Linked DNA regions of Mus musculus: region 2 is linked to region 1. The links are chromatin contacts, called in public HiChIP or PLAC-seq maps. All regions are on one chromosome and are shown on one strand. The core of a region is the stretch at or near the end of the contact, and the rest is flanking DNA. Distances in the headings are between cores, read along the strand shown. Region 1 overlaps Zhx2 (zinc fingers and homeoboxes 2). Region 2 overlaps LOC115488500 (a long non-coding RNA gene).

Evidence for each region. HiChIP or PLAC-seq counts read pairs in DNA pulled down with a chosen protein or histone mark.
Region 2: an H3K27ac HiChIP or PLAC-seq map of double positive thymocytes shows a contact between it and region 1, with 5 read pairs. The contact joins two enhancer-like sites. A contact is called at or near these places in 1 of 39 promoter capture datasets (neutrophils), 2 of 484 Hi-C or Micro-C datasets (CD4 T cells and granulocytes), 4 of 115 datasets of contacts at active chromatin or transcription factors (bone marrow-derived macrophages, double positive thymocytes, embryonic stem cells and 1 more) and 1 of 9 other capture datasets (pancreatic islet).

What each region holds. Positions count from the first base shown.
Region 1 is chr15:57,771,509-57,774,316 of GRCm38.p6, reverse strand. The region is part of intron 2 of Zhx2 (zinc fingers and homeoboxes 2); the gene reads right to left. Among named protein-coding and RNA genes, the nearest start is that of Zhx2, 78 kb to the right of the region's middle. Within about 2 kb of position 1,421, at least 92 of the 459 cell types and tissues checked have an H3K27ac peak or open chromatin away from gene starts, as enhancers often do. A contact at or near this core is called in double positive thymocytes and thymic regulatory T cells, where this site is marked.
Region 2 is chr15:57,971,560-57,974,259 of GRCm38.p6, reverse strand. LOC115488500 (a long non-coding RNA gene) reads left to right here. Exons shown (of 3, transcript XR_003951568.1): 3 at 1-2,005. Among named protein-coding and RNA genes, the nearest start is that of n-TMcat16, 3.1 kb to the left of the region's middle. Within about 2 kb of position 1,284, at least 19 of the 459 cell types and tissues checked have an H3K27ac peak or open chromatin away from gene starts, as enhancers often do. A contact at or near this core is called in double positive thymocytes and thymic regulatory T cells, where this site is marked.

The DNA of each region.
Region 1 (2,808 bases), core at 172-2,671:
CTCTCTCTCTCTCTCTCTCTCTCTCTCTCTCTCTCTCTCTCTCGATTATAGTGTACTTCCACCCTTGTGCAGCCTTCTAAGACTGGCTCAAGCCATCAAGCACTAGGCATGCTGTCAGGGTCGTGATGGCTAATCTTCACGGTTGATGATGAGGCTTGTAGTCACTAGGGAGCCGGACTTCTTGTGTGTCTGTGAGAGTTGAACCTACCCTGAGTGTGGGCAGCCGCATTACATGGGCTGCAGTCTCCCCACCCCCACCCCAGCTGATGTGGGCATGCCTACCTCCCTACAACCTTTCAAAAATATTGTGCGTGCTCACGTGCCATGACACTTTTACATCAAGGCTTCTTGACCTTCACAAGACTGCCATTTGGGCTAGAGAACTCTTCATGGCAGAGGGGGGGGGGCTCTGTGTGTTTGACAGGTTTTGTACAGCTTGCTAATAGCATCCTGTGACAATTCAAGATGTATCCAGCCATTGACAGCTGGCTCCTAAGGAGGGGGCTGCTCCTTTCTCTTCTAGTGGCTGCGAATTATGTTCCTTTTTTTTTTTTTTTTTTTGGTTTTTCGAGACAGGGTTTCTCTGTGTAGCCTTGGCTGTCCTGGAACTCACTCTGTAGACCAGGCTGGCCTTCAACTCAGAAATCCACCTGCCTCTGCCTCCCAAGTGCTGGGATTAAAGGTGTGCACTACCACGCCCGGCATGTTCCAATTTTTTTAATCGTATGTCATGAGAATGTTCAGTGCCACCCAAGTCCCCTTGTCTATATAGGATGGTCAGGAGGGGCTGGCAGTTCTCCACATCCCCTACATTTCACTCTTGCTGGATGTGTTTGCTTTGATTCCAATCAAATGCAGTCTGGCTTCTGGCTGCTGCTTCTAGGGATGACAGGTTTGACATGCTATTGAGTTTAAGTTCTCAGTAGTGCGCCAAACATCATTTGGAAAATGGGGTCAAGACAATCTACTGGCTACAGTCCAGGGACTTTCCCTGGAGCAAGAAAGGTCTCAGCAGTAGGGTCATGACAGGCTGCTAGCTGCTCGCTCTCTCTCTCTCTCTCATACCCACCAACAGCTCATGGTGCCTCTTCCTCCGTAATGACTCCTGCTTCAATGTGTCTCTGACCAGCCCCACTGGCCAAGACTTAGCAGAGTCAGTGGGGCTACAATGCTTGAAAACAAAACATTGTTCCAACGTGACCGATGAACTAGAGGATAGCTATGCACTATGTGAGTTTAGCTTTTGCTTGTGCCTGTTTTCAGCAGGGAGATACAGTAGGTATTCTCACAGAAACAGTTCAACTGAACAGTGTTGTGCAGGAAATACACAAAATTGACCCCGAGTCCTTAGACTGTCTCCTTCCTTTTTAAGTACACAGGATGCTATGATGTCACTACTTCCTGAGGTTAGTCACATGGTGAAAGGTGGCTCTCTCAGAGGCACCAAACAACAAAACACATGCACACCTCGGAAACATACCAGCTTGTTCAGTTTACCTGATGGCTTACCAGCTATAACGTTCACAGCTGGTCCAATTACACCGTCTTTCTGCCACATCACAGTCATTTACAAGGCGACACTTTTGTCACTTGCCTTTGTCAAGTGGGCCTTTCTGCCAAGCAAGGGGCCACACTCCTTGCCCTATTTGTGCATTACTAGACCACAGGTGACCTGTAAAACCATGCTTCTGTTAGGAGCACCTGGGTTTCCTACTCACAACACTTTGCTCCTAAGCACATCTTCCCCATGGCCCTCTGAGTTTTCATACAGTTTTGTGGCACGGTGCCTTGAGGGACACACACCCTGCATACAATCCCCATGGCCACTCTGAAGACTTCATGTGTCGTGGCAACTTGCGGGAGCTCATGGAGCGATGGGGTGGCTGAACATTGCATGCATGGGATCTGCATTCTTCTCCCCTCTTGCCTCTCCTTACTCTTGCTGTTGTCTGGGACTGTACAGCATCCCCACCCATCCCTGTCTTGTGCATCATACAAAGCTATGAGCTTTGTGTCAGCCTCTATTTTTGAGGGACCCTAGGCTGGGAGAGTGAATCTACACAGGCATAGCTGTGGGAAGCCACATGTGCCATTGCAGGGTGGTGCTGGCTACCGCTGGCCACCACGAATACATAGGTAGTAAAGTTTTTTTTTTTTTTTTTGCCAAGATGAGGTTTTGAGAATTAACCAATCAGATGAGAGACAAGTTAACCAATCAGATAAGAGACAAGTTAACCAATCAGATGAGAGAGAAGTTAACCAATCAGATGTGAGACATGCAAATGAGGTGGTAAGCATAACCCATGCATAACCAATCGGGGTGTGAGACACGCCTCGCCTAGGCCTATATAAGCAGCACTAGTTCTGGGCTTGGGGTCTCTTCGCCTCTGCAATCAAGCTCTCCCAATAAACGTGTGCAGAAGGATCCTGTTGTGGCGTCTGCTTTGCTGGCGAGTCAGGGCGCGCGCAAGACATAGCAGTAAGTGCATCATTCTGTCAAGGACTCAGGCTTGGTGCAGACGAAGAACAAGAAGAAGCAGTGGGATTGGCATCTAGGGTGTGAGAAGGGATGTGGTTGGAAATGAGATTGGAAAGGAAGGGAGCATGAGACCTTTCCAGGCTCAGGACAAAGTCTAGAAGTCAAACTATGCATAGCAAAAGGTATAGATGGGTACAGGTTCTGGGAAGTACATGCTCTGACTTTTTGTTTATTGGTGTTTTGAGACAGGATACACTGGCCTCAAATGCACTCTGTTAAGTCCTCCTGCTGCACTCTCTTGAATGCTGAGATGTCAGATACAAGACACC
Region 2 (2,700 bases), core at 35-2,534, 200 kb before region 1:
CCTGTCCTCACAGCTCTTGGCAGCTGGGGGCAGGGAAGTTCACAGTTATTCTCAGCCTCACAGCAAGTTTGAGGCAAGCCTGGGCTATGAGCCTATGTCTCAAGAGAGCAGGCACACAACCCACCTCACAAAATTGATGATAATTTGATTTTATAGTTACCAATGTTAAGAACACTGCTTTGCATAAATATGTACATTCTGGGCCATTGCAGAAATTGTTGGAAATTCTGACCTGATCTCCAGCCAAAATTTGCTTAGTGAGTTTTTTTTTTTGAAACCCAAACAGCAGTTTTAACACTGCTAGCTAGATCCCAAACAGTCTACCATTGAGCCATATCTGTAGCTTAAATGGCAATTTTAAAAACCAAACATTTTAACTACGATACAACCTAAAAATATCCTAATTTGATACTTACAAGCTAAGGAATGATGGTAGGGATATATTAAATGTTTGTTTCTGTAATTAACTCATTATTTTTCTGTAAGAACAAAAAACTCGGCATGTACAGCAAAAACCCTGGGGTTTATAACATACAACGATCTCGAATCAGAGCGGAGATGTTCTCATCAGTGGATATTGGTGTTTCGTGGGGTGACATAATCGGGTGACCACATCAGGGGACCATGGGAAACACTTATGCACAGAGAAGCCGAGGCTGGTGGGTGATAAAGTATCCCTGCTAGCTGAGATCTGGAACCTGCCCAGTGCGCATGTGTGTTCAGAACAGAGGCTGTGGTGGTGCTGGGTGATGCACCCTTGGGAAGCGCCAGAATCACTGTGTTTGTGTTTGAACTAAGTTTTGCTTGTGGTGTGTTCAGAAACCTCTTTATGTTGCCAAAGTTTCATGACTCCCCCATGCAGTGGCAGGACTCCACATTGGGTCACGACCTATGTTTAAGGAGCTGGGATCTATTTCATGCTGGACACATGCAGAGATCTCAGTTTCACCGAACAGAGGCCAATATTGGGTGTACTTGTCAATTAACCAAAAAGCTCTAGAGCCTCTTCCAGCTTGCGCATGCTGATGTTGTGTCCCTCTGATCCCTGCTCTGCAGCGGGGGCCGAGGTCCCCTTTTCTTCTGTGACGCTGTCAGCTAGCTACACATCTCTGCTTACTTTTGTTTCTGTTTCAAGGCCCCACAGCAAAGTGTGTGTGTGTGTGTGTGTGTGTGTGCGCGCGCGCGCGCGCATGCGTGTGATATTCAGGGGGTTCTGGAGGAGAGTGCAGCTGCATCCTGACTGATGCTACGTCACTGCAGGCTCAACACAAGCTGGGCAGGTTCCAGACCTCAGCTAGCAGGTGTACTTTGAGTCTAGCCCACCAGCCTTGGCTTGTCTGTGCATATGGGTACTTTTCCCATGGTCTGATGACATGGTCATCCCACCCTGAGTCTTTGTGTATGCTTAGTTGTCAGCTTGGAACCGTGTGGGTCCCCGATCCTGTGACACGGTTTTCTGCTGCCTGGGGATGTAGACTAGCTTTGGCAAAGGTAACCCCTGTGAGTCTGTCCTTCTGGGGTACTCTCCTTGGGCTTTCTCCAGTGTTCCCTTCTCATCTCTTACTTGGTTCCCTATGAGTTTATTATGTCTTTTGTTATGCTTGTTCCGCACAAATGGGTGATTTGGACCCAGACTGGTACAATTACATTAAGCATCAAATTCAGACTCTCTGGTAAGTGCACCTGTATTCATAAATCATGCCACATATAGTTCCTTGCCTTGTCACCTTCTGCGGCGGTCGCTTTGGAAAGGCCCTTACCAACATACACAAATCGTGGTCGGCACCGGAGGAAAGTCCTACGAGTGAAAGAAAAGGTCGTGGTCAGCACCATCTGGCTCACAGCACGGGGGCTGCGGAGATGGCTCAGCTGGTGAAGTGCGGACAAGAGGAGCCGAATTCAACCCCCAGAACCTGCACTAAAAAAAAAAAATTAATCCAGACATGTCTCAAAAAAGTCAGGTGTCCCTGGGTGGTGGTGGCACACGCCTTTAATCCCAGCACTTGGGAGGCAGAGGCAGGCAGATTTCTGAGTTCGAGGCCAGCCTGGTCTACAGAGTGAGTTCCAGGACAGCCAGGGCTATACCGAGAAACCCTGTCTCCAAAAACCAAAAAAAAAAAAAAAAAAAAAAAAAAAAAAAGTCAGGTGGCTAGCACCTAGTAAATGACAACCAGTGTTGGCCTCTGGCCTCCACATGCACACACAAGCACACACCCCCACCCCCACCCCTGCTAAGAAGCAGGAAGAGATAATTGGAAATGCCTTTTATATATTTAATTAAACATGAGAACCTTTGAGATGGCAACTCAGAGCATGTGGTTGCTTCACTCAGAAAACAAGAGAATGCAATAGAAAATGTAGAGAGACTCTCTTGTGCAACGTATGGAAGCATCACCTGTCTATAAAACGCTGTTGGCCTATTAGCTTAGACAAGAAATAGGGAGGTGGGAGTTGTGGTACAGACTTCTGGGCTAGAGTGAGGTGAGGCAAGGATTTTTGCTCAAACTCTGAGGAATACGGTAGCATGAGAGTGAAGGAGAGGTAACCAGGCATGTGGTATGACTTAGACTAGTTGAAATGGGTTAATTGAGTTTTAAGCTAGTGGAAGCAAGCCAAAGCTACTGGCCAAAGGCAATTATTCATAAATAATTCAGTCTCAGAGTTGTTATTTCTGGAACTTGTGCGAGGGTGGAAAAGTTC